Regions from separate parts of the Manis pentadactyla genome. Here region 1 is linked to region 2. Evidence: chromatin contacts called from public Hi-C data. All regions are on one chromosome and are shown on one strand. Each heading gives the region's core, a stretch centred on a gene start, on an enhancer-like site or on the middle of the called end of the contact. The rest is flanking DNA. Distances are from core to core; before and after follow the strand shown.

Region 1 (5,096 bases), core at 57-2,556, 140 kb before region 2:
GGGGGGGCAGGCGGCCTAGATCTGGGGGAGGGTCCGATCTCCTCCAGCCACCCGTTCGGGTGTGGCGGGCGAGATCCGGAGCTGGGCAAGGCTGGGCCGGGGAAGGGGCAGGAAAGTTAGAACAGCTTAGGAAAGTCCCGAAAATACCAGGGGGAGGCGGGGCCGGAGGGGGAGGGCCTGGAAATGACATCATTTGCCACGCCCCCGCGGCGGGAGGGGCGGGAGGTCTTTGCTGGCCTTTGGGTGCAGCCAGCCTCTCTGCCGGCAGATGCAACCAGAACTAGGGAAGCCCCCGTGGGGGTTGGACCCCCCTGTTCCCTCCAGGGTAGGCTCCGGGGACGGGAGGGTCTTTCACAGCCCGGAGAGGCTCCTAGTTCAGGGCCTAGTATGCACTCACCCTTTCCCCCTCCCCCGACCTGGAGCAACCTTGGGATTTTCTACCCCGGGGAGGCCACGGCTGATTCACCCTGGGGGCTTTTGGGGGGACATTCCTGCTGTAGGAAGGCCTCCTCTCCGAAGGCCTGTAGGCGGGGGCTCTTCCCAGTGGGGGGCCCCGGGGTTCTGCCCAGAAACGGGACTCTGGGGCTGTGGGGCTGAGGGAGGAGGGGTGTCCCCTCCTCGGGATTGGCTCCTCTGTTACCTCTTCCCGAGACATCCTAACAGCTGTTGATTCCCACGCCGCACCGGCTCTGGGTGGCCACGTTCCCTGGCCCCAGTCATTGCCTCCATCACAGGTATACAAGTGTTTTTTGGCCCGTGTGCTTGTGTGCATGGCACCAACATGCGTGTGCAAGTGTTCATGTCTGTACAGGTGAGCGTCCTTAAACTTATCAGTGTGGACATGTCTGGATGTATAAAGGCAAAGGTGAACATATCTGAGTTTGTGCGTGAAGGGTATGGGGCCAGGCATCCGTGCACGGAAGAGCATGTTTGTGCATGCGTGTGCGAGTCTGAGTGCACGGACGGTTGCTGTGCACACACCGCCATACGTGTAGTTGTACATTTGAGTCAAGGATATCCATGTATCTTGTTCGTGTGCTTGCTTTGCGTCTGTGTGCATAAGCCGCTCTCCAGCCCTGGGGCTCGGTCAGTTAAGGGCCCTCCTTCCGCCCTTCTCCATGTCCCGGCCGCCCGGGGATCTGAACCTGCCCACTCACCGCGGCGGCGGCTCCGGTTCCGGCTTCTCTCCCGGCCTGACCCACGTTGAACGGGTCGCGACACCTCTTTAGCCACCAGGCTCCAGCCGGGAAAGCCCCTTTTCGGCCCCCGGGAGGGGGCAATTCCCGTGACGTTTCCGTGCGTCACGCCCCATGCCCTTTTTCATTGGCTGAAAGTTTAACTCCCGGACTGGCGCAGCCAATCAGGCGCGCCCCTTAGAGGGGAACTATTCCCTCAGAGTAAGGAGCCCAGAGTAGGGAGGGTGGTCAACCAAGGGGCGAGCTCTCGCAAGGGGACCAGCTCCAGGCAGTATCCGCTAGCCTAGCACCTTCCCTCGGCAGAAGGCCCTGGCTCCAGTCTCCTTACTCAGACGGCTAACAGCACTCGTCATTACTTGGGTTATGCCGCTCCTAAGGCTTGGTCACCTCTGAAGCCGGGGAACCCCAGGGGGAAGCTGGTAGGCCCCAGCCCTTCGGTCCCTCGAGCGGAGCGGGGCCCCGCTGCCGGGAAGTTAGGGGAAGAGGAAGGAAGTTGATCTTGCAGAGGGTCCCAGGGCGCCATCTGGCGGCGTCTCTGGAGCCGCAGGGAGGCTGCGTAATCCTCTTCTGTAGCTCTGTCTTCCCTGCAGGAGACAACCTGGATCTAAAACGTACTCTTGTTAATGGTAGGCTCACAGCAGCCAGACTTTAAAAACTGAGCTCAGGAGCTCTGCGCGGGGGGAGGGACATGAAGTGTTTATCTGGGAGACTCAGGCCTTGCTCATCCACCACGGAGACTTGGAACATGAGAGTTGAAAAGGCATCTAAAATATTTATATTTGAACTCCTTTGGTTGTAGGAAATCGCAATCGCATATGGACCCAAAGTCTGCTTGAACAATTCTAGCTGCAGCGAGGTCAGTATAGGATTTCACAAAGTACTGAGCAAAGCTAGACATCTCTGGCTGGTAGAGTTTCTTTTTAGAAGAAACTCTTTCTATGCAGCTGTATTCACAGAGCATTCTCCTTTAAGCTAACGGTAGGACACAGGCTTTTTCAGATCTTTCCTGCAACTTGCACCTGAACTAATGGAATTAGGGGCCTGCACTATCTCTGCTTAAAGGGGGACTCTTACGGCCTTTGATTTGGGCTATTTCTTGTTACTTCCCTGGCTTCTTCATTTTGCCCATAGATGGAATGCACCAGGTATTATTAACATACTTGAGTATAAATTATTCTTTCTCCCAACAAACCTAGGAGGTAAATATTACCCTTACTGATGAAGAAATTATGGCTCAGAGAGGTGAAGTAACAACCAGATACACAGAAAAGGACAGAGTGAACATTTAAACCCAGTCTATTAACTCTAGGATGAACCTCTTATCCCTAAATTTGTATAAAACAAAGCAGGTCGGTCTTTTCACCCCACTGGGCATCTCAAGTGAATATCATAAAATACCAACAATTTGCTGAAATCTAGGGATATATTATCTACATTCCTCTGGTAAATCAGATCCTTAACTTTTAAATTAAAATGAAATGAGGTTAGTTTGGTATACTCCAAATTAATGCTGGTTACCACTAATCACGAATGTCCTTTCAGAGTGCTCATAAACCACTAGCTGAAATCGGCATGAATTCTTCCAGTTTCCACATGTCTCTAAAAGCACCCCAAAGGGTTAAGCTATTTTAGTTATAAAATGCTGAGCTATAATTTATCTGAAGAGTTAAAAAAACTTTTATTATAGAAAATTTCAAACATGAAGAGTGGAGAGAATAGTACAATGAAACTTCTATTATACTGAAACTCTCAACTGTACCCCTCAATCAGACCCATAAGTCCCAGTGCTGGCCTGGAGATTTTAACTGATTCAAAGTAGTTTATTGACGGTTGCTCTAGCTTCATATATCTAGGATTAAGAAACCTCTTCATTGTTTGTTTCACTAATTTCCAACCTAATGATTATCTCTGTTTCTATGCCCAGCTGGAGCACTATGCCTGGCCCAAGGCAGAGGCACCATGAATTCACTCCATTCACTCACCAATAGTGAGGGCTTACTCTAGAAAACAATGTCCTTGTTTGCAGATAAAAATCAAGTGGATATATGTCAGTTGGTGATTAAGTGCTACGGAGAAAAAGAAAGTAGATAAGGGATGGAGAATAACAAGGGTTTTCTATGCAGCTGTCAAGGAAGTCTTCTCTGATGAGGTAATATTTGAACAGTGACTTGAAAAAAATTAGGGAGTTTATGTTTATCGCTGCAGCATTTACAATGCCAAGATATGGAAACAACCTAAGTGCCCATCAATAGATGAATGGATAAAGAAGACATGGTACATATATGCAATGGAATATTATTCAGCCATAAAAAGAAATCCTACCATTTGCAACAACATGGATGGAGCTAGAGGGTATTATGCTTAGTGAAATAAGCCAGGTGGAGAACGACAAGTACCAAATGACTTCACTCATTTGTGGAGTATAAAAGGAAAGCAAACTGAAGGAACAAAATAGCAGCAGACTCACAGAGTCCCTGCTCCGGGAATACAGCTGCATAGTCACAGAAGGGACTAGTGGTCACTGAAGTGGAGGGGTTGGGGAGGGAGAGAGGGATTAAGAGGCACTATAATTCACAGTCACAATATACATAGGTCACAGGGGAGGCAGGCAGTACAGCATGGAGAAAAGTAATGACTCTACAGCATCTCATTACGCTGATGGACAGTGACTGCAATGGGATGGGGTTGGGGAGGGACTTGATAATACGGGTGAAACGTTGAAACCACAATGCTGCTCACGTGAAACCTTCATAAAATTGTATATCAATGATACTTTAATAATAAAAAGCGAGGGAGTGAATTATGTGGTTATCTAGGGAAAAACGCCAGGTGGAGGGACTAGCAGTGTAAAGATTTGATACAAATGTTTGGCATATTTGAGGAACAGCAAGATTAGGTAGGTGGTATAAAGAACTTTGGATTTTATTCTGAATGAGATGTAAAGCCTTTGGAGGGTTCTGGAGCAGTGGAATGAAAACGATATGACATTGTTTCAAAGACCCATTTGCCTGCCATATGGAGAGAAGTGACAGAATACTGGACGAGGATGGAGGGAGAACAATAATAGTCCAATAGATGGTAGTTTAGACTTGGGTGGTAGTGGGTGAGGATGATGATAAGTAGTCACATTCTAAATGGATTTGAAAGATAAAGGCAACAAGATTTGTTAAGGAATGAAATGGATGTGAGAAAAGAGGGGGAAGGTTTGACATAGAACCTGGAATAGTGTGTCCTTGTCCTTTATTGACATGGGGTTGACCAGGGAGGAGCAGAGAAGAGGGTAATGAATTTCTCCTTTTAGGTTTGTTTTATTTGAGAGCCTATGAGGCATGCAAGTGGAGATGATGAGGGCTAGCTGGATGTCAAGTCAGTGTAATGGGTGCTATATAAAGTCTTGACAGTGGATAACTTCACCCAGTGATTGTGTAGAGAAAACATTTGAGGACAAGGTTTGCACTGTAGGGCATTCTGATGTTCAGAGGCTGTGGAGATGAGGATGTGCCAACACAGGAAATTGTAAAGGCATAGCCAGTGAAGTAGAGGAGAACCAAGAAAACTGTTGTCTCAGAAGCCTAGTGAAGAATATTTCAAGGAGCAGGTGATGAACTGTTTATTGTACTTGAACTAAAGTTCCTGCTTCTCAACTGAATGTAAGCCCAAGGTTCTTGCCTTCTCATGGCCACTGTATCCCAAGCAGCAAGCCCTGAACAAGGGTAAGCAGTTCACAGCTCCAGTAACCACATTTTTTCTTGTTCTTAGCTTTTTGGAGGGTAGGGCAGAGGGGGGGCCCATTGTAACTAATCCTATAACCTACCCTTGAATTATTATTCTCACATGCTTAGAAAATTCGTATCTATTCTTGATTGTGTGCATCTCTTTCCAGTTTTCTAGTGAACTCTT
Region 2 (4,825 bases), core at 485-2,984:
CAACCATCTTAGCAAGTGTTTCCGCAGTACCTTTCATTTGAAAACTGGGATTTGATTTCCTGAGCCTGTCTCAGATTGAGAGGTCCTGATAGCCCACTGGAAAATCCTGTAAGTGGGCCAAACCCTCCCCACTATATTAAAAAAATAACCTAAATGGGTTTATGGGTTAGAGATGAGGAGGAGATAGATGACAATGCCCCAGTCCCTTCTTAGTTCCATCATTTTACCAGGCAAAACAGTTCAGAAATTTCAGTACTGAGTTCCTACATTATTCCTAGGAATAGAAACATGAGGAAGATATGGTGTTTACCTTCCTAAATCTTATCATAGGGGACAACACATAAGCTGATCTCTTCAGTATGGTGGGTAGGGTAAAAGAGGGAGTAGAGAGGGTTAATGGGGGGTTATGGGAGAAAGAGGCTAGACAGCTAGCTAGCTGGAGAGTTGAGGAATTGCTTCCCAGAGAAAATGAGGCCTGATTGGAGCTTAGGAGGATGGACAGAGCTGGCAAGATGAAAACTGGTTGGAAATATGTTACTGTCAGAATAAAGGCCAGAGCTGTGCAGGAAACCAATGAGAGATTGTAGAATAAGACAAGGTCAGGTCCTGAAAGTCTTGTTTGCCATGCTAGGGAGCCTGACCTTTATCTGAGGGCAGTCAGGAGACATCGAAGAGTTTTAAACAAAGACATGACTTGTCAGATTTACTTTAGAAGCATACTGTGTGACAGGGCTTAGGGCCCTCAGGCAACCCAGCCTGACTCCACCTGTTCTTTGGAACATCTGTCCTGTCCCTTGGAACTTCCTAACTAGCAAGCACCAAGGCCACACTTTGCCCGCAGGATTGAACCTGGTTTCATCATTAAGGCTGGGAAAAGATAGCCTGGGCAAGCCAAAGGTGAAGACTGACAGGCAAACCACCCAGAGTTGAGAGGGCCTAGCCCAAATCCTGAGATCCAGCAAAAGTCCCCTTTAATTTTAAGGGTGCACGGGAGTAGGGGGTATAGTTAAGTTACTTGTCCAAGATCACTTGGTGATGGTGTCGTGGTGGCAGGGTTAGAATGTTGCTTTAGTTTGTCTCATTCCAAACTTGGGAAAGGGGCGAGGGCGGGGGTGCGGGGGGCTCAAAGAGAGAAAGATGTGAGGAAAAAGAGGAGCAGAAAGAGAAATTAACCTTTCAAAGTGGCAGAAAAGAAAGGTGAGGAACAAACAGCAGGAGCAAAGCAACGGAGAAGGAAGAAGAGCGAAAGGCGAGACGTGGGAGGATTGGAGCAGAGACAAAAGGTAGGAGAGACAGACAGCAACAAGTGGAAAAAATCTGCGAAACTTGAGCGGCAACCGAGTGAGCGCTGAAACCCTGCGGCCTCTCCCGGCCGCGGAGCCCTTGCATCTGGTACCCCGGGAACCCTATCCCCTAGCATCGCTCCACTTCGCTAGCGTGGGCGGCCTGGCCCGCCCCCCCACAACTAGCCGCCGGCGGACGCTGCTCCACCGGACTCCACCGGACTACACATTCCACTCTACTCTCGCCTGCTCGGTTCTGCCAAAGCGTTCTCGCTGGAGCGCGGTTTCAGCCACGTGGGGGGGGCGTGGCCCGGATGCTAAGGAGCGCCTCCGATTGGCCAGGGGGAGGGGTTCTAGGCGGTGCGCCGGCCGGACCCCTCCCCCGAAGGCGGGGCCTGAAAATTCACAGCTGGAAAGGGTGGAGCCGGGGCAGCGCAGCTGGATGGGGGCGGGGCCCGACGCGCGAGGCTCGCAGCAGCGGGCTGGGGGCGCCCTGGGCTGCCATAAAGTGAATGGACGCCGGCTGGGGGTGGCAGTCCGCGGCCAACCTCCCTCTCTCCCTCAGCGAGTCCAGGAGTGCCGGAGCCGAGCGGCGGCCCAGGCGCAGGGGGGCGGCCCCCACCCCGGCCGGGTGCCCGGCCCCTGGCCCCTGCCTGCCCTCTAGACTGCGGCCGCCGCCAGCGCTGCCGGGAGTCTGCCTGCTGCGGGACTCACTGTGAGTGCTTGACCAAGCGGGGGATAGAGGTTCACGCGGCCAAGGGGCCGTGGCCGAACTTAAAGATCCCTAAAACGGGATCTGGGGTGGCTGAACCCGGGAACGGTACCTGGGGAACGGGTGGTGACTGGGAGGGCGGACTACAGACCCGAAGCCAGGAGTTCGGAAAAGGGAAGGAAACTCAGCGTCAGGACTTAAGAGACAGAAATGAGGATTCAGACGATCCGCAGGGAAACTGGGGACATGAAGCCAGGACAGGAGCTCCACGCAGCAGGGAGTAGAGAGCCGGGGAACCATTACCAGAAAGCGCCCTGGAATCCGGTGGCGCGGGGCGGGCAGCCAGGCAGTGAAAAGGGGTTGCCGAGGCCCTGGCCAGAGGGGGGAGCTGGCGGCGGCCTCCCAGCAATCGGGCAGTTAGCGACACCCGACGCACCTCAGCTGGGCTCAGACTCCAGGGGCTAGGAACAGAAGTGCGTCTGGTCGCACACGCTTCTTTTCCCAGCTGCTTCGCAGTTGCTGTGTGAGCGGTGCTGCTAGAGCCCGGCCGCGCCAGGATCAGATGGCCGCTGTGCAGACAGCAGGGCCGAGACTGGGCAACCCGAGTGACCAGGAGGCAGGTCTGGCTTGTTCTGCTTGGAAAGTCAGGGCCGGGATGGGTCCCGGCTTGGGGCTGTCACGAAATTGGACAGAATGTCCGCTGCGCACGCGGCTCGGGGCGGACAGAATGTCCGGGGCGGCGAGGTGGGTCCCTCCGAAGTAAGCGCTGTGTCGGCAGGCGGCGGACAGAATGTCCCTGGCCGAGTGGCAGGTCCATCTAACCGGCAGCGCCTGCTCAGCTGCTAATACCGTATGCGGTGGGGTTCGTTGTGATGGTTCGCCTCGAATCCCAGCCAACAGTTTGCAAACTTATTTGTGCTGCTCGGGGCTGAGGGGGCCAGGAGCAGGGAGTGAGAGTAAAGGTTGCAGCCTGCCTTTGGCGTGGAGTGGCACTGGGAGACATTTCCTCTCTAACCAAGACTAGCTCCGAGCATCACCCCCAAAATTCCAGAATCCAAATTTGAGGAGAGAAAGCCAATGGTGGGACTGCTAGTAGGAGTCAACACCAGGAAAGGAAGAAATGAACCACAGAGGGCAAGGAGGAGCCCAACACAAACTCAACAGCCTCGGTTCCCTGGCAAACTCAAAGTCAACCCCTTATTCCAATACAGCTGACTAGACACCCCCAGACTCCTGCCGAGGTGTCCCCAGGTAAAAGCTCCTTCCCTGAAGAGGGCAGGAGCCCAGGTCTGAAGAGAAAACTGCAGCCCTTTATCAAAGCAAATCCTATGGTTTCCTTTCCCTTTTTGCTTCCCCAGCTCCACCAATCCCAACACCACCCTGGTGGCTGAGAGAAGGTAGGAAGGAAATTCTGTGCAAGTGAGCAAAACAACCCAGCTGGGGACTGAGTTTTCACGGGGACATGGATAAGGTGATGTGTTTAGCAATGAGTAATCTAAACAAGTGGGTCTCAACCTTTCTCACTCTCCACTCATAAGTATATGATACATACTCCCCACACTCCCACCTCCATTCCTCAATTTTAACGTTTGCTTATCACTGGCTAGGACATTGTTTATCAGCCTTTTTTCTCCCTTGCCCTCTTTTGATAAATATATAGGCACACCCCAATTACCCCCACCATATTCTGATATACGTTTCAGAGCCTTGTGCTACCATCACCTTTGAAATCACTGAAATTATGGGTGAGATAAAAGGCTCTGAAGTCAGGAAAGAAATAGGGACAGCATCACAGATGGTTCCCTTAAGATCTTAGCCCAAAGTTCTGCTTTTGCCAAAAAGACCAAAAACAACAGCATTGTAATGAAGATGACTGGAAACAAGACAGAACTTTCTCCCATCCATGAATAAAACCATGCAACTGAGTGCTTGCCTAGTCACTGGCTCTTAGGGAGCATGTCATGGACCTAGAGAAGGTCAGAGAATGGTCAGCAGAATGGGGAGCTAGGGGCTGCTGGAGAGAGCAACCTTCCAAGTTTAGGCCTCTGGAAGGTGAGATAGGATGGGAATCCACAGAATAATGAAAGGCCTAGATAAGCAGAAGACTCATTTGCTCCCCAAATCCTGAAACCGGAGATGAGGGGGCCTCTTAGAACTGGAATGATGCAAGCTCAGGATGAATAGGAAAATGTTCCTTGGCACACAGTGGGCAGCAAATTTCCAGAGCTCGTTTCCAGAGAGATGTAGAGGCAGGAAGTAGGAATGGAATCCTTCAGGGTTTGGGAGGAGGATCAGTGCATGTCAGAGCCACAAATGGCTGCTGAGGTTGAGGGGGTGAGGAGTGGAAAGAGCTCTGTCCCTAGTCTTAGGAGAACTGAATTTAAATCTCTTCAATCTGTGTAACCTTGAACAAATTCATCTTCTTAGATGTGAAATGAGAATGATCTTTTCTGCCACTTAAGGTGGTTATAAAAGTTAAATAAAACCACGTATGCAAAAACCTGTAGCAAACATAGAAGTACCACAGAAATAAGAAGCATTATCGCTGTTATTATGCCCAAACTGTAACCACAGAATCTTCATTTGGAAGGATGGGGTCTCAAGTATTAGATCAGCCTGATAGCATCTCTGAACCAACCATAGGAAGATTCTCAATGACAGATGGAACACCCTATCCTAGGCTTCAGATGCCAGCAATTTATCCCTGCCCCTCTCTGAGAAGAGCTCTGGGGAGCACCCCAAATGCTTAACCAGGCCAAATATCCTGATATGATCCTTGCCTGCTTTCTGCTCAAGGATGAGAATATGACTCTAGGGAGGCAGGCTGGAG

The links. Hi-C and Micro-C count contacts between places; a contact is called where the count stands out from the background.
Region 1: a Hi-C map of blood shows a contact between it and region 2, with 3 times the contacts expected there. The contact joins the promoter of NFKB2 here to the promoter of PITX3 in region 2. A contact is called at or near these places in 3 of 3 Hi-C or Micro-C datasets (blood, fibroblasts and skin fibroblasts).

What each region holds. Positions count from the first base shown.
Region 1 is chr8:112,952,476-112,957,571 of mManPen7.hap1, reverse strand. It overlaps NFKB2 (nuclear factor kappa B subunit 2), which reads right to left and starts at 1,306. Exons shown (of 23, transcript XM_036898510.2): 1 at 1,158-1,306.
Region 2 is chr8:112,813,120-112,817,944 of mManPen7.hap1, reverse strand. It overlaps PITX3 (paired like homeodomain 3), which reads left to right and starts at 1,734. Exons shown (of 5, transcript XM_036898978.2): 1 at 1,734-1,998; 2 at 3,354-3,466. The coding sequence starts at 3,458.